4 separate regions of the Mus musculus genome follow, and all the other regions are linked to region 4. The links are chromatin contacts, called in public Hi-C, HiChIP or PLAC-seq and promoter capture Hi-C maps. All regions are on one chromosome and are shown on one strand. Each heading gives the region's core, a stretch centred on a gene start, on an enhancer-like site or on the middle of the called end of the contact. The rest is flanking DNA. Distances are from core to core; before and after follow the strand shown.

Region 1 (3,526 bases), core at 1-2,500, 600 kb after region 4:
AGAAGCCGAACACAGTATTCCTGACAAGGAGACAGCCAAGAGACCTCTCAGGTACATTCCAGGAGAAAGCTGAACGTGTGTGACTATCCTCTTCACAGAGGGCCAGGCAATGCTGATATCATGCAAAGACCCGAGCCGGCAAACTCCTGTTACGCTCAGAGTGAATGGAGCTGCTCTCAGGGCTCATTCAGTTAGGTTGCTGACTCATTCTTAACCCGGGAAGCCCCACACGCCCCAGTGAGTTGCTCAGAACAGGCTCCTGTCTTCCCTGCAGCCTGCTATGCAGCTTTTTAAGCAAATGACCGCTTTTTAGATTTGCTTTAAAAGTGGCACAGCAGTTACTGTAACTGTTTATTTGACAGTAAAGATGTTTGTAAGAATAGCAGTAACTCAGCCCACTCCCTTCCCCCATCTTCCACCATGCCCTTCCTGGTCCCTAGCCTGTGGCTTTTCTTTCTGCTTTTGAACACATTTTCCACCTGGAGCGTTAAAGGGAAGCACGGGATGTAGCGTGTTCAGAGAAAAGACAAAATTCTGCCTCGCTGCCATACTTCTTGCCCTGAAGCTGGACAGCTCAGGCCTGGCTGCCTGAGTCAGAGACCAGAAGCTGCCCCCGGGGTTGGCTCTTCCTTCTGCTTCTTAGGAGCGGAAACTAGTTCAACCTCAGTGCCCAGTTAACACAAACTCACCCACCTCCGTCTCTGACCTTCACTTTAGCTTCTAGCTAGGAATCCGTGGTGGCTTCCTTCCCAGGCAAGCCTCACGCTCTCCTCTGAGACAGCATAACACACAGCCACCATCCACAAGGCACAGCTCAGAAACTTCCTCCAAGAGTCCCGCAACAGACACAACAGGTGGGCTGGAGGCAGAGGGAGCCACTTTTCTGACCTCACAAAACCTTCAAAGTCTGGGAGAAGCAGTGTCTACCCCAGAACACAGCAGCTGTCACAGCTCAGAGGTGCACGGAAAACATCTTTGACTGAGAGTACTCACCAGGGAGAAGCTGATAGACGGGTCCGCCTGCCTTCCCAGCCACTGTGCTGTGAAGATCCCAAGATATGCGCAGCTTGCCTGGAAAGTCACTTTGAAACTTAGAAAGCAGACACTGCAAAGTCACCCAGTCCCCTCATTCTCAGAGATGTCCACATGATTAGGAAAAAAAAAAAAAAAGACAAGAAAAGAAAAAAAAAAACTGCAAAGCAGACACCTCAGTCTTCATTGTCACTGGAACCAGATGACTCGTGCTGACTCAGAGCCACCACTTCCTCTCCCGACATTCTCTTCATACTTTGTGAGCCCGCCTGGTCTGGTTCCCAGGGTCTCTACCACCCTTCCGGAAAGAGCAGCTTCCCAGACCTTGGGTGTGGAAGCCCCAGGCTTGTAGCCAGTGATCACCCTCATCAGGGAGGAGACGCTTTGGTTAGGAGACTTGGGGGTAACTGAAAATAAAAGGCAGAGATCTCACATGCACACGGGTGCTGTAACACGCTGGCCGTCCACAGAAGAGGGAAGAACCCATTTTTGCTATTTCCTTAAGGCATCTGAGTTTGCTTGGCCCTGATATCCCCTATTTCAGTCCATGATTTTTTTTTTTCTGCACAGAGTTTTGATCTAAAATCATTATATCTATTCTGAGCTGGCTGTTAGCATGTGTGACTTAGTCTTGCTAGGCTAAATCACATGAATAAAAGAACCAAGGAGTAAAAAACAAAGTTATGGTTCTCTAACTTTGAAAGAATCCTGAACGTTTCCATGCAAGAACCAAGAGCCCGCCTCTATGTCTGAGTTTTCTTTTGAATGATGCAGAGGGCGGGGCTGTCTTCCGCAGCTTCAAGCTTTTTTGAACTATGAGAAGTACTCCAGAGAAAGCGGAACCCATGTACCACTGAGCAGCCTCTGGTGAGGCCAGGTAGGGTTGCTGTGATTGTTGATATCTTTGCCCACCCCTCCCTGCCCCCAAAAGTCAGCACTGTCCAAAAAAAAAAAAAAAAAAAAAAAAAAAAAGCAGAGGTTTCACTTTTGAAACGTACATTTCAGTATATCAGAGAATCTTAACACAGCATACGTAAGAGCAGATATGTGTGCCAGAGAGTCTCTTAAACAGGTTAGGGAAAAGCTAACAGTATAGGCAGGGAGGAGAGAGAATTTGGGGGTACAGGGGCAAGGGAAGAAACTCATCCATTCATAGGTCAAGACCCCTCTGAGGGTCAAATGACCCTTTCCCAGGGGACAACCAAGACCATTGGAAATCACAGATATTTATATTATAATTCATAACAGTAGCAAAACTCCAGTTATGAAGTAGCAATGGAAATAATCTCCAGTTGGGGCTCCCCACAACATGAGGAGCTTATTAAAGGAGTAGCAGGGCTAGGAAGGTTGAGAATGTTCAGTCCTAAGGAGACGGAGGATTTGGCCTTGGCAACAGCTTGCAAGTACATTGTCCTCTAAAGCCTCCAAACACCAGTCCAGCTCCTCCAGGACATCGTGTTGTTTGAGCAGGCTATCTAGCACAGTCTGCCCAGACTTCCGAGAACAGCAAAATATATGAGGGGAGGGCTTTTCAATACAAACCATAACTGGTTATCATTAAAAGACCGATATACTTGGCCCATTTGCAAAATCCAGACAATGGTAGTTCCTTCCTCTGTATGAAAATGAAAAGCTAACTCCAGGGTCTGTAACTGTGGTGAGTGTCTCTGTTCTCTTATACCACTGAGCAGGTCAAAGCTGGCCTCTGACAATGTGTGTGGTTTGCTGTTGAAAGTTTTCCTACCAGTATAGTATTTGAGTCACGGGCCACAACCAAAAGTCTAGGCTCAAAGAGACGACTTGCACACTAAAGAGGTAACCTCTTGTTAAAATTCAGAGCCTATGAATAAAATGCACGACCACAAACGGTTATTTAACAATGCGGACAGTAGTGAAGACAATGGCAGCGTACTGAGAGCAAAGGACAGGAAGTGTGGAGTTCAGTCATTCACAGACTCAACAAATGTGGTCCAGATGCCAGGCTCTGATGCTGAGCCTTGGGAAACAGCAGGGGGTGGGGTCGGGAGGGAAGGTCCCCTGTGCTCAGGAAGCTTGTATTCTCAAGGGATAGGACAGAAAATAAGCACACAGGACGAACTCGAGATCATGATGTGGTCAGTGTGAAAAATTGCTAATAAAGTCAAAGCCATTGAGATGAGTGGGCTGCTGAGACAGGCCTGGGGCTGGGGAAGGAGGCAAGGAAGGGGCTGGGCTGCTGTGCCTGCTGGAATAAGATAGCATGAGACAGGCTGGATTATATGAGAGTGGAGGGGTCTGATTGGAATTTTCCAAGGATAACACTTGCTAAAAGCAGAGCACATGGGAGTCTGGTCACCTCCACTTTGGGTCTGATGAGGGTGATGGAATCCAAGCAATGTGTGCAGTCAGAGGTGTGGGATGGGTTGGGTAGCCCAGTGGTAGGTACAGATTACTCCAACAGAACTCTTGGACTTTAGGGTTGAGGAGCAGAGTGGTGCCACCTGCTAAGAGGAGG
Region 2 (3,830 bases), core at 3-2,502, 610 kb after region 4:
TGTTCCCACGACTGCAGTGAATGAACACGGTTGACCTCGGGACCCAACACTGCAATGACATTTTACAATCTCACAGTTTCTCTCCCTCGGAGAGTGTAAATTTCCATCTCTGCAGCTAAAACCCACCTAGAGAACTTGGGGGTAAGAGCAAATCCATTCGTTTTATGTGAGTAGCTACAGCAGAGTAGAAAAAAGTATTCCAAGTGGGACCAGCTGGTGTGGGGCACCAGTCTCTGTCCTGTCAATAGTGTTCTTCATGGTCCCCAGCTCGCCCCGCTCCTCCCATCTGGACCCTCTAACTGTGAGTTATTGTGTGTTGCGGTGGGGATAAGAGGGTTAGTTCATGGAGGACCCACTGAGGCCTCAGAGGCATGTAAAATGTGACAAGCAAGGCCGTGGCATACATAATCGATCATGAACAAGCCCAGAGACGAGAGGGATTCCTTCCTGCCAAGATCCTTGGCCTTGGCAGAATTTGTGTGTGTGAACCCAGAGGCAGATCCCAGAATTCTGTCCAGGCCTTTAAAGCTTTCAAAGATTTGGCACCGATGTGACAAAACAACACAGAGAACAGAGTGGCTTCTACTCTAAAGTCTGCAGTAAAAGAGGTTTGGCAGTTAAAGGAGGAGGTGAGGTTTTAGTATGAGGCTTGTAGAGCTGTCAGTCACCGGATGAGTTCAGCAGCGGAGGAGAGTCAGACACAATGCTTAAGCAGTGAGCAACTCAAGGGCCCCAGAGAAGGCTTTGAAATGAGATGGCAAGACCTTGGGTCAAGCCTTCAGACTCAAAACATTTAGAGCTGGTTGTAACTTTAATTTAATTTAATTAAAAAAATTTTTTTTTTCTAGCCTTATTTTTAATGATGGTTCCTAAACACCTCAAGTGAGCTCCTCGGCAGCCATCACTGGCCACCAGTGAGAAAAACCCTAGGCCCAGATCTGGAGCCCACACAGCATCTTGGCAATACATTCTGCCCCATGTATAGGTGGGCCTGTAATACTTGTTCAAGTTCAGAAACTACGTAGGGGAGGATCTAAGAAAAGATCCTCAGTTTGTGGGAACTCAGGGCTGAGTTCTTCCTTCCACACCAGACCCTTCCAGCCTTTGAACATGGCAGTTGAACTCAGGACAAAGGTGGCGGGAGGGGCTCAGTCATCTATTCTTCATTTTCTAAGAACTTGGTATATCTGAGTTTGGAGAAGGAACACTTACCAGGGAAGTTGTGAAATTGAGGGAAATTACAAAATGCTCAGAGGCGGTTCCGGCCTCAGCCCAGATCTGTAAAAGCTTTAGAACCCTCAGATTCCGGAACTGGTCAGAGAGATGAGCAGGTGGCTAGTGGAGGCCACGCCATCCTTGGCCTGATCCTGTCTCTCTGGATAACAGGCCACAAAGCTGCCTCTGTGCACTTAATGTCTTTCTGGCTTGGTTTTCTAAGAGTAAAATCAACCCCACTGTACCCAGCACAGGAAGCCCCTGAGGACTGTCATTTCTCCTTCCTACACCTGGCAAAATGTGAATAAATTCCCCCAGCCCCCACCCCCATCCATTCTCTAAGCCGAAGATACAATCAGTCATTTGAACTTCCACACACAAGTTTGGACATCTCAGCGGAGATTTGCTTTCAAATCCATGCAGAAGAACACATGATGTCGGGAGGGGGCGGGAGGACCTGTTGCCCAAAATGTAGCATGCCATCTTCATGATATGGAATCACAGTCAAAACTGTGCAGCCCAGTGAGATGGTTCAGTGGGTAAGAGCACCCGACTGCTCTTCCGAAGGTCCCGAGTTCAAATCCAAGCAACCACATGGTGGCTCACAACCATCTGTAATGAGATCTGACTCCTTCTTCTGGAGTGTCTGAAGACAGCTACAGTGTCCTTACATATAATAAGTAAATAAATCTTAAAAAAAAAACTGTGCAGCCCAGGCCCCCTATAGCGTGCTGTGGCCTTGGGTCCACTTGTTGGGGATGAGAAGTGTTGTGGGGAAGGCTGCAGAGAAGCAGGCCAGGTTATCCATCTCTTCTTTTGCTCCCTTGCGGAAAGCAGAGGCCTCAAGAGAGGTTAAGATTAGAGGAACCAGTATTTCTGCAAGGGCAGCCTAGAGCAACCTTGATGGATTGTTCTACATGCATGAATCCACTGCTAAGCTAAGGTGTACTTGTGTGGATGTGGGTGTCTCTCCAGGTGATGTGTTTGTTCATATAGAAATGATACATATACAGTTCTATCAGGGTAGCTGTCTGTTTAGGAAAGATGGCTCCTCATTGTACAAAGAGGTTCTGCTGCAGAGTTCTTTTATAAAGATAGACCCCCAGCTCCTGTGATAACTACATTGTTCCACTTACCTACAAAACGAATTCCAAACAGTTGCCAACAACATCATGAACAGGCAGCCAGGTCTACCCAGATGGTCCTGTCCAGTCTGCCCTTGGGCCAAATAGAGTGTCTTAGTGAATGCTGGGAATTGATTAGTAGCCTGCCTTCAACTCCAGGGGTCATCTGCACTCACAGCACTAAGAGAGGCGGGTTGAGTGTCTTTTGTCTTATTCTCGGCTCTCTTGTTCTCCTGATCCAGGAGATAGAGCCGACCCTTGTCAGTCTAGAGTCACCTGAGGCCTGCAAGCAGACAAGGCCAGTGCTCCTCTTACACAACGTCATGGTTGCAAATGCAGGTAAATACTGGAATTGAGTACAGGTTGGATCTCAGCTTTAAATATTCTGCCAAGGTACCCTGTTTGGCCCATGGGCAGGGTGGACAGGGCCATCTTGTCCACAGAGAATTCTTCAGAGACCTATGGGCTCAGTCACACATATGACCAGACCCAGGGAGCTTCCCCTAATCTTCAAGCTACTGAGATACACATAGACTGTGATTCTCTCCAGAGAAGAGCTTGGTAGAGAGAATGATGAAGCATCCAACCAGGCATGAACCTACCAATTGTAGATACCATGCCAAACTAATGTAAAAACAAAACAAAATGAATCCCTCGTCACTTGCCGCAGTTCAGAGACCTGGCCCTGGGGTCATGAGACTGGGTGAGCTGGCCCTGTCCCTCACCAGCTGCAGGACTTGGGAGAGCGGGCCCTGCATCTCCCTTGGGCAACATGGTAGAGCTGGCCATGGTGGAGGGGATGGAGATAAGCCAGAGGGTGAGAGCACAGAAGAGCTGGCCCTTCATTTGTCTGCCCTGAGGTGGTGTGGGTTCAAGGGTGATGCCCACCCCAAGTCACCCCTCACCACCTGAGTTAGCACCGAGGACATGAGAGTGGGAGAGCTACCCTTGCCCCTATAATGGCTGTAGCCATTGACTATATATATTGACTGGGCAACACATTGGATCTGACCCGGATGGAAAAGGCACAGGCAAGCCAGCCCCAAGGGTGTGAGAGCAGGAGAGCTGGTCCAGCCTCTTGCAGCACTTGGAGAAGAGGGCCCTGTGCCTTGAGAGTAGAGCTGGCCCTGGAGGCATAGGTGCAAGTGAGCCAGTAGGAAGGCATGAGATGAGAAATGCTGACCCTGCCTCCTGCCGATGGCTGTGTTAGGCTGCCTAGTTTGGGCAGTGCTGAAGACCTTGCCCTAGTGGTGTGGATAAAAGAGATGGCAGACTGACCAGTTCAGTGCCCGACCACCCAGGCCCAGATCCAGGACTCTGCAAATGGTTGGAACACATGAAAGGGCCAGTCCTGCTGATACAGATCTCCATGACACAAGACAACAACAGGATAACCAGGAGGAGTCCCAATGAGGATCCAATATTGATGGTGTCACAGAAGCCAAAGATCTCGAACCAGAGCAATGACTCGTTGTAACGAACATTTACAAG
Region 3 (3,880 bases), core at 327-2,826, 570 kb after region 4:
ACCCGGGGAATGCTAGGGAAATAAACACGGCAGCTCAATTCTAGTTTTAAAACCACTCTCCCCTCACCTCAAACTGTTATAGGTAAAATAATACCAACCAGTCACAACTTAGAACTTAGTTAAATACGACATTCCTGTTTCTGACTTATGGTATCATCCATAGGTTTCCAAAGCCAGCACCACACCAATGTTTTGCGGAGCCGCAGGTGTGCAGGAATATAGCACAGTGGTTGCATGCTTCTCAGTGTTAGCGAGGCCCTAGGCTCCACCCTCAGTACTGAAAAACAAAAAACCCCACAAACAAACAGAAAACCAAACCTCCTGTGCCTGGGCAAACTAGCACCCTTTTTTCCCCCTCATTATTCGAATAAAAACATCTTCAAATACAAAGCAGACAGCCCAAAGCTGATCTCTCCTTGGAAGACTGGAAACCAGGACCACGACATTTGTCCCAGGTACAAATGGATTTAAGCTGCAAGTTCCTGGGGCCTTTGCCGCCTACGAACTACCACATCCTTGGGACCTTCCCAGCCAGCTTCGGAGCACCCAGGAAACTGCAACTCTTGCTTCTGAGCCAGAGTCCAGCTGCATCCACACGGCCACACGCTCTGTAGTTATTCCGTTATCTTGCCATTAAGGAAAACCCACATGAATTCCACTGTGGCCATGAACAAGTTTAAGGTTACCAACGTCATCACCAGAGGCTCCGGACTGAAAGCTTTCATCAAAGAGGCCATGCTCTTCTAAGCCAGCGTGGTGTTCCCAATGTCTGACAAGTCAACGGATTTCAGAATGTTCAGAGAGAATTCGAAAAGGAGCTGAGACCTCCCACACACACGTGAAAACTCCAGTAGAGAGGTCATCCCCTCTTTCTACCAACAAGGACATGAACCCACAGCAAGCTAAAGACAGAGCGAAGGAAGTATAGATATAAAAGGCTTCCACTCTTCCACACCTATCAGGGGGATGGGTTCCATAGTGGAAAACCCTGTCCTCAGGGCAAATCAGTCCAGTAGCAAAAACACGCTGGCTTCATTTATATTACAAGAACTCACTTTGCCACCTGGAGACGTTATTCAGCAACGGTAACAGGATCTGTAAAACTGTCGGACTTTCACATTACTTCTGAGTGAAGATACCTTATCAGACACCAAGTAGGTAGAAAAGCCATTTATCGCACGGGAGAGCTGGATGTCCCCTCTTAATCTGTGGGCTTCAGCCACGGGGATTGGGAAGACTCCAGTTGACTGAAAAATGACTGGAGGAGAGAAGCCTTGCCTCACAGTGTCAAAAATAACTCAGCTGGGAGAGCATTCCACTGAAGATCAAAATGATTTGGCTCTCCTGGCAAAGGCTCACCCTGCCACACGCTGGGCCCCACCAATAGATTGCAATCTGAATCAGAAAAAAAGGACACCCCCCCCCCCCCATGCTTGTTCACAGAGCTCAGCAGCGGGCCTGTGGCCAGTAGGAGCACCAGGTGTTTTATCTGGTTTCGCACTGGTGCCCTGAGTCCCTGGGCCTCACCATCCCTAGGCCTCTGTAGGAGCCTAGAGGGGGCCTGGCTGCTGGGGTGGGGGGTGGGGGCAGCTGTGAGGAGAAACAAGGCCCCACCCACACAGGCTATGGTTTCAGTTTCACCCAGCCTCAAACACCATTATGCAAATGAGTCGGGCACCCCAGCTCACCTCCTCCTTCTCATCCTCACTCTTCATCCCAAAGTTGAGGAGGGAATGTGCCGGGGAGGCAGTATTTGCATCATATTTACTTTCAAATGCCCAGGTGCCATTGGCAGCAGATTCTCCTTTCAGAAGGGCAATCACGAATATAAAGTGGAGAATTAGTCCAAGTGTCAAGAGTGAAGCCCTGCGGCTAATGCCAAGCTTCTCACATAAATGGAGTGTCAACGACGTGCCTGGGCTGGGAAGGAGTGGGGCAGAAGGAAGAGGATACCCTCCATTTCAGAGGCTTATTGGCACTAGTCCAAGGGGAGCTGGGGCCCCCAAGAGTGGACAGACAGCCACAGGCTCTGCAGATCTGCACTGCAAATCTCCAGTCCCGTGGGCTTTGGGAAAACAATTCCTTGCTTCACATTCAAGGCACGTTCTAAAAGTAGGGAGGGCAATCATTTTGTCCGCATCACACACCTGCAGTTAATGCAAGTGATCCGAGGTGATATCCACTCAGACAAAAAACAAAATCTGCAGCCCAGAGTAGTGTTTGTAAGATTTGATTGAGGGCATGGAGGTGCAGAAGCGGGCTTTCCTGCATGACTGTGTCAAATGCTGGCTTGGGATTTTTCTTTCGAGAGTTTAGGACCAGAATAATTAGATTGTCAGCTCACACGACCTTGTGTGCCTGGCTACGAGATGCCCTAGGTTTCCCCTAGTGCTTCTCACGTCATTTTCTGGATAACAAACCTCTGTTCCCGTCAGGAACACTCTTCCTCAGCCCCTCTTACTACTCGGTTTCATTTTCAAGTGTTGGGTGTAACTCACAGCTGCAGGAGAGAAAGATGGCTCTCTCTGACTTAGCCTGAGTGCAAAGAAATTCCAGTCAGGTGGGCACATTTGAAAAGACAAAAACCTACAGAGACTCTTGACCAGCTCAGAAAGAGAGGGCTTATGCACGGGAGTGAGGTTTGTCTCTGTTAAGGATGCTGGAACCAATGCTTTGCAGAGGTCAGGCAACTTTGCCCTCAGAGATGGTTTACGATCTTCATACATGATTAGGTCCACAGGGCAAGCAGAACCACCAGGTGCTCTCAGTCTGCCCATACTCTGAGCCCTTAGAGTCTCAAATGGTTTCCTTTTCCTGATGTGTGCAAGGAGGCCTGTAGCTGCCAGGCCCCTCCTGCCTGTGTGGACAGACTGGCCTGGTAAGAGCTGGGGAGTGCAGTTTGGCTTTCACAGAGGTCCCACCGGACACCTTCTCACCACCTTTGGGTGGCACAGTCACTTTCTCTGACTTCCCGTGGCACACTGAGGATCCCTGGATCAGCCACAGCACATACTTAGTGTGTTCACAATATTCTTAGACGCAGCACCTCTTTCGGTCATCACAAATAAATGTCACAATCTAGGACATCTATAAAAACGGCCCCCTGCTTTATGCCAAGGCTCATAACTGATTAAGTGACTGTCAACAGCTTAGCCCTAAATGGAGCATAAGTGTTACCCTCTTCGAGGTCTGGGGAACACTGGAGAAGAAAGGGCAGGAAGAATGTAAGAGGCAGTCAATGAGGAGGGCTCCGTGAAACACTGTCTCTTCAACAAGATGTGGTCACTGCATTCATGAACTCTCCGCAACTCGGGTTACCTGAATAAGGCTGGGTACCCAACATTTCCTCACAGATAGGATGGTCATCTCAAGCCCTACTCATTCTTCTGGGGCTGTTGGTGATTAACGGTTTTTCTGTTTTTTTTGTTTTGTTTTGTTTTGTTTTGTTTTGTTTTGTTTTGTTTTAGTGCTGTGGCCACTAAGTTGTGATGCTCTAAGTCCCCCGTCTGTGCTCAAGCAAGCAACCTCCCCTAAACTCAGTGGTCCAAAACACTGCCCTCAAATGAATCTCTAGGAACTTAAATGTGTTTACACATGTGTATAAGTATATTTACCTGTATGTTAAATTTTATGTAAATAAATGTTGTTTCTTCAAGCCGCCAATCTTAGGATGCTATCAACTCCAGGGGTTTTAAACATTAGAGAATAAAATCAGTGAAGAGATGCTGAGAGAAACAACAAAATCTAGGATGACACAGTCTAGTGGAGAAAGTGTCCCCTGCCTGTGGGGACCAAAGCCATCCATCCTGAGTGGATGATTGGTATGAGTTTTTAAATGGAAGTTGGTAGAACATGCTCAGGAAAATGCACTTCTACATAA
Region 4 (3,747 bases), core at 1,141-3,640:
TCATTGTGGTAGTTCTTCTTATGTAAAAATTCCTTCATTAAATGTTCTAATAATGTCATCAAGTATTCTTTATTGTCAGGAAAATTCTCTTCTACCCACTTTATAAAGCTAGAAAAAAATACGGATATTAGTTTTCCACGGATATTAGTTTTCCACAGGGTAAAATATGGTTCCTTTGTTTAAAGGAAAACAAACAAACATGCACTAACCTTTCCCATTCTCCAAGTGGGTCATTACCCGTGTAGCTTTGCATATGGGCTTCAAACATGCTAGAATAGAGAAGTACACACATGAAAGAAAGAATAATTCCTAGATGACAAAGATATATTTGATTCTACATTATGTTATCTATGTACTAGAGAATGGAAATCTTGACTTCAACAACCCAAATATCACATAAAAGAGCAATCATTCAGAAGTGTTCAAAAAGTCAGAAACAGTATTTGCTTCATAGTCTATCTAGATTAGTTGATCTCCAACGTCATTGTCTTATTTCTCAAGAGCACAGCTAAGTTAGAGGGTTAGACTAAGATCCAAAGAATGCCTCTCCTTTTGGTGTGATAGCCCCAGTAATTCAATTCGGAGTTTCCAGAGACTGTTGGCTTGAGTCCAAATCTAACATTGTCCCAAAGGAAGAGCCCATGATGACAATGCTCCCAGAGGACTTTGCTTCCCTTACTTCCATAGTACCTAACCACAGCTTAAGAAGTCAGGCAAACAAATCAGGGCCCAATGACCTCAGATGCTAGTGGGATAAACAAACACAAACATAAAAATAGTACCATGTTTCGTTAACTATTAAATAGAAAAGGGGGGCAAACTAAAGGAGTAAGAGTGGGCATATGTTATACTTAAGGACTTGTTAGCTAGCTACCACAGGCATGTTAGGGAAATCATACAGGCTGACAGAACTTGAGCAGAAAGAGTCAAATAAAGTGTGAAGAGAAGAGGTGGCAAGCTCTATCTGCATTTTAAATGTCTTCTTTGTTCCTTCACAAAAAGGAGCAGGGCTGGAACCATAAACAGTAATGAGTTCAGAAGTTACAGCAAGTAAGGGTGAGAATAGTATGTGTACAACTTTGGAGAGAGGATACATGGCAATTAACTGTATTCTCAGTATGCATCAAGTTGAGAAACAACCATAGGTTTTTAAACTGAGAAATGATAAGATTAGGAGAAAAAGAATTTAAAAGTAGTATTTTGGTAGATGACCAGAAAACTATATCTCAAAATATATTTCACTGGCAAACTGAAATGATCATTCAGAGAAACTGCAATGGTTTTCTCATAATTTAGTAGAGATTTTAGCAATTTATTTTTAAGTCAACGATTCTCACTTTTTCACTTTGGATTCATTTTGGATTCTTTTTAGCATGTTTGAAATGTCAGCACTACTTCTGTGTTTAGAAGTTCTTATTTAGCAAAATAAGAAATACAAATATTTGTCCAAGATAAACAAACATTGAATAGCCCCACACCAACCACACCTCCTGGGAAAATGGCTTAAACATCAAATCATTAAAATAAATTAGTCTTTAAAAATCAAAATACCTAGCTTCTATTTTAGAACGGGGAGGGGAAATCCTTAGTCGATCTGATCAAAAATTAAATTGCTTAACGCCAACAGATTTTGGATATCTTACTCTTAGAATACCTAAAGAACTGATGAAAATAAAATTGTATTTCTTGTAACATCCGATTTAACAGTTTTAAATGGCTTAACATCACAGGCTGAGTAAGTCACCTAAGCGCCCGCCCCCAGACCCCAAAACAAAAACAAATAACCAATCAGTGCCTGCAGGAAGCCTCAAATGACTTAATAGCAAGCATTCCCCCCCCCCCATAAAGTTCAGCTTTAATTTTTTTCTTACGTATCAGGCAATCGAGAAATAATAAATTCTTTCCTTAGTTGGGTGGCATTTTTATCAGACTTTGAAATTTTCTCCAAAAATCTCCACCACCACACAAGTTTGGGTTTTGAAGGCGGGGCGTCCCTCGCGTCTAGAGGAAGTTCCCCATGGAGAAGATACGTGACTTCAGAAGGTTCCGCAGACTGCCCAAATCCTCGGCACAAAACGGTAGCCGGCTGCAGCTTGCACGTCTACTCGAGTGACCCGGGGGCTACCGCCTTGGCTGAGGCCTGGTGCAGCGAACCCGCTGAGGAAGCGGCGCTGAGGAGAAAGCGCGCCTGAGGGACCCGGACTCTAACCGTCCCGACCGGCCCACCTCACCGCACCTGACCGACACTTACCGAAAGACATTTTCTAGGTTGTCCATGACGAGAAAAAACGCGCAGCGGCGAAATACCCCACCAGCCGCCGACCAAACTCCCCATCAGCCCCTAACCCCGAGTCTCGAAGGCCGCCGGCGATTCGAATTCCCCGCGCAGCCGCACTTGTGATGTCGAACGTGGGCAGCGCGCCTGACTATTGGTCTCCGCTGCGGGAGAGCTGGCCAATCGCTGCGGCCGTTGCTGGGAGACAAAGTCCCGCCTCCGTCCCCGCCCCCTCCGTCCCTAGCCCGCAGTTCTTTTCATTTGCCTTTTAGTGAGTCCTATGCTAGGTGCTGACTGAGCTAAGGTTTGTTTCCATTCTAGTGAGACACTAGCCATGTTTTGGCATAGAGTTATTATTATTACTTTTTAAAAAACGGTATAAATGGCAACTGGCTTACAGTATTACACTACCAGGCCGAACGTGACGATTCTGTGACTGAAACCCCTTTGAGTCCTCTTGGGTCTTGAGAGTCACTCACGAATTTTTGTCCTCTTTGCTTAACAGAAATGGCATAGCTGGTGAGCTGGCTCGGTGAATAAAAGCATCCACAAGGTGGAAGGAAAGAAAACCAACTTCCTCAAGTTGTCCTCTGATCTCCACATGCATGCCGTGGCACATACTCATATAACAAATGAGGAAACCACAATCATTATGTCTGGTTCACGAATGAAGACAAATAGCCATGTATATGTGTGTGTGTGTGTGTGTGTGTGTGTGTGTGTGTGTGTCCATCCAGAGTTTTATGGGATCCCATGCCTTTGGCCTCTGCCACACTTGGTTCACATAAAGGCACACCCACACGTATTTGTAAAATATTCATAGTAATTTTAAAGAGTCCGGAAGTCCAAGAATAAATATTTAACATGTTCATGTGCCCTGAGAGTGAGTTGAGAAATAATCTAGTCTTCCCTGCTTCTTGAGTTTTAATAACTTCCCACTTTGCCTCTCTAGGGTCACTTGACCAAAGCAAGTAGAACATAAAAGACTCATGCGATTACTACCTTCCTGTTTCTAAAGGTCCTGGGAGTTTTTCAGCTCCTTCAAGTTGATAAAAAAGATATTGCAGCTTCTGGACAGATAGACATTTTCTAACCTAGAGAAAAGAATTATGAGTGATTTCCCATTTGATTTCCTAGAATCATCTAACTAGAGGAACATTCCTGACATGTCTTTATAGCTGCACACGAAAATATTGTCTGTGGCCATGATATTGGCAGAATTGGTAAACACCACTAGAGGGAGTTCCAGGTTCTTGCATTCCTCGTAGATAGTAGCAAGCAAAGTAGATTAAGAATACACTTCCAATGTTTGGCTGCTAACATCTGCCTCTATTTGTAAGGCTCTGGCAAGGCCTCTCAGGAGACAGACATATCAGGCTCCTTTCAGCATGCACTTCTTGGCATCCACAATAGTATCTGGGTTTGATAATTGTATATGGGATAAATTCCCAGGTGGGACAGTCTCTGGGTGG

What was found. HiChIP or PLAC-seq counts read pairs in DNA pulled down with a chosen protein or histone mark. Hi-C and Micro-C count contacts between places; a contact is called where the count stands out from the background. Capture Hi-C pulls out chosen DNA fragments and counts their contacts.
Region 1: a promoter capture Hi-C map of adipose tissue shows a contact between it and region 4. The contact joins the promoter of Morrbid here to the promoter of Bub1 in region 4. A contact is called at or near these places in 15 of 39 promoter capture datasets (the 3T3-L1 cell line, the HPC-7 cell line, the SN4741 cell line and 9 more), 3 of 15 datasets of contacts at CTCF or cohesin (large pre-B cells, pro-B cells and stem cell-derived epiblast-like cells), 5 of 484 Hi-C or Micro-C datasets (B cells, CD8 T cells, bone marrow-derived macrophages and 1 more), 14 of 115 datasets of contacts at active chromatin or transcription factors (the 230-238 cell line, the NIH/3T3 cell line, acute myeloid leukemia and 8 more) and 3 of 9 other capture datasets (adipose tissue, liver and macrophages).
Region 2: a contact with region 4 is called in a Hi-C map of bone marrow-derived macrophages, with 12 read pairs. The contact joins the enhancer-like site here to the promoter of Bub1 in region 4. A contact is called at or near these places in 3 of 39 promoter capture datasets (the 3T3-L1 cell line, the C10 cell line and liver), 1 of 484 Hi-C or Micro-C datasets (bone marrow-derived macrophages), 3 of 115 datasets of contacts at active chromatin or transcription factors (acute myeloid leukemia, bone marrow-derived macrophages and embryonic stem cells) and 4 of 9 other capture datasets (adipose tissue, embryonic stem cells, liver and 1 more).
Region 3: a contact with region 4 is called in a RAD21 HiChIP or PLAC-seq map of pro-B cells, with 40 times the contacts expected there. The contact joins the enhancer-like site here to the promoter of Bub1 in region 4. A contact is called at or near these places in 14 of 39 promoter capture datasets (the 3T3-L1 cell line, the C10 cell line, the HPC-7 cell line and 9 more), 2 of 15 datasets of contacts at CTCF or cohesin (large pre-B cells and pro-B cells), 20 of 484 Hi-C or Micro-C datasets (the AtT-20 cell line, B cells, the Ba/F3 cell line and 13 more), 21 of 115 datasets of contacts at active chromatin or transcription factors (the 230-238 cell line, CD8 T cells, the SCID.adh cell line and 12 more) and 2 of 9 other capture datasets (embryonic stem cells and liver).

What each region holds. Positions count from the first base shown.
Region 1 is chr2:128,428,101-128,431,626 of GRCm38.p6, forward strand. It overlaps Morrbid (myeloid RNA regulator of BCL2L11 induced cell death), which reads right to left and starts at 1,251. Exons shown (of 3, transcript NR_028589.1): 1 at 994-1,251. Gm36154 (a long non-coding RNA gene) reads right to left here. Exons shown (of 3, transcript XR_374969.3): 3 at 2,697-3,526.
Region 2 is chr2:128,444,364-128,448,193 of GRCm38.p6, forward strand. All of the region lies in intron 1 of Gm36154 (a long non-coding RNA gene), which reads right to left. The region is part of intron 3 of Gm29010 (a long non-coding RNA gene); the gene reads left to right. Among named protein-coding and RNA genes, the nearest start is that of Gm29010, 13 kb to the left of the region's middle. Within about 2 kb of position 1,253, at least 53 of the 459 cell types and tissues checked have an H3K27ac peak or open chromatin away from gene starts, as enhancers often do. A contact at or near this core is called in acute myeloid leukemia and bone marrow-derived macrophages, where this site is marked.
Region 3 is chr2:128,401,770-128,405,649 of GRCm38.p6, forward strand. The region is part of intron 1 of Morrbid (myeloid RNA regulator of BCL2L11 induced cell death); the gene reads right to left. Among named protein-coding and RNA genes, the nearest start is that of Gm14010, 19 kb to the right of the region's middle. Within about 2 kb of position 1,577, at least 26 of the 459 cell types and tissues checked have an H3K27ac peak or open chromatin away from gene starts, as enhancers often do. A contact at or near this core is called in the 230-238 cell line, the G1E-ER4 cell line, the SCID.adh cell line and 1 more, where this site is marked.
Region 4 is chr2:127,829,469-127,833,215 of GRCm38.p6, forward strand. It overlaps Bub1 (BUB1, mitotic checkpoint serine/threonine kinase), which reads right to left and starts at 2,391. Exons shown (of 25, transcript NM_009772.2): 1 at 2,252-2,391; 2 at 210-269; 3 at 1-108. The coding sequence starts at 2,277.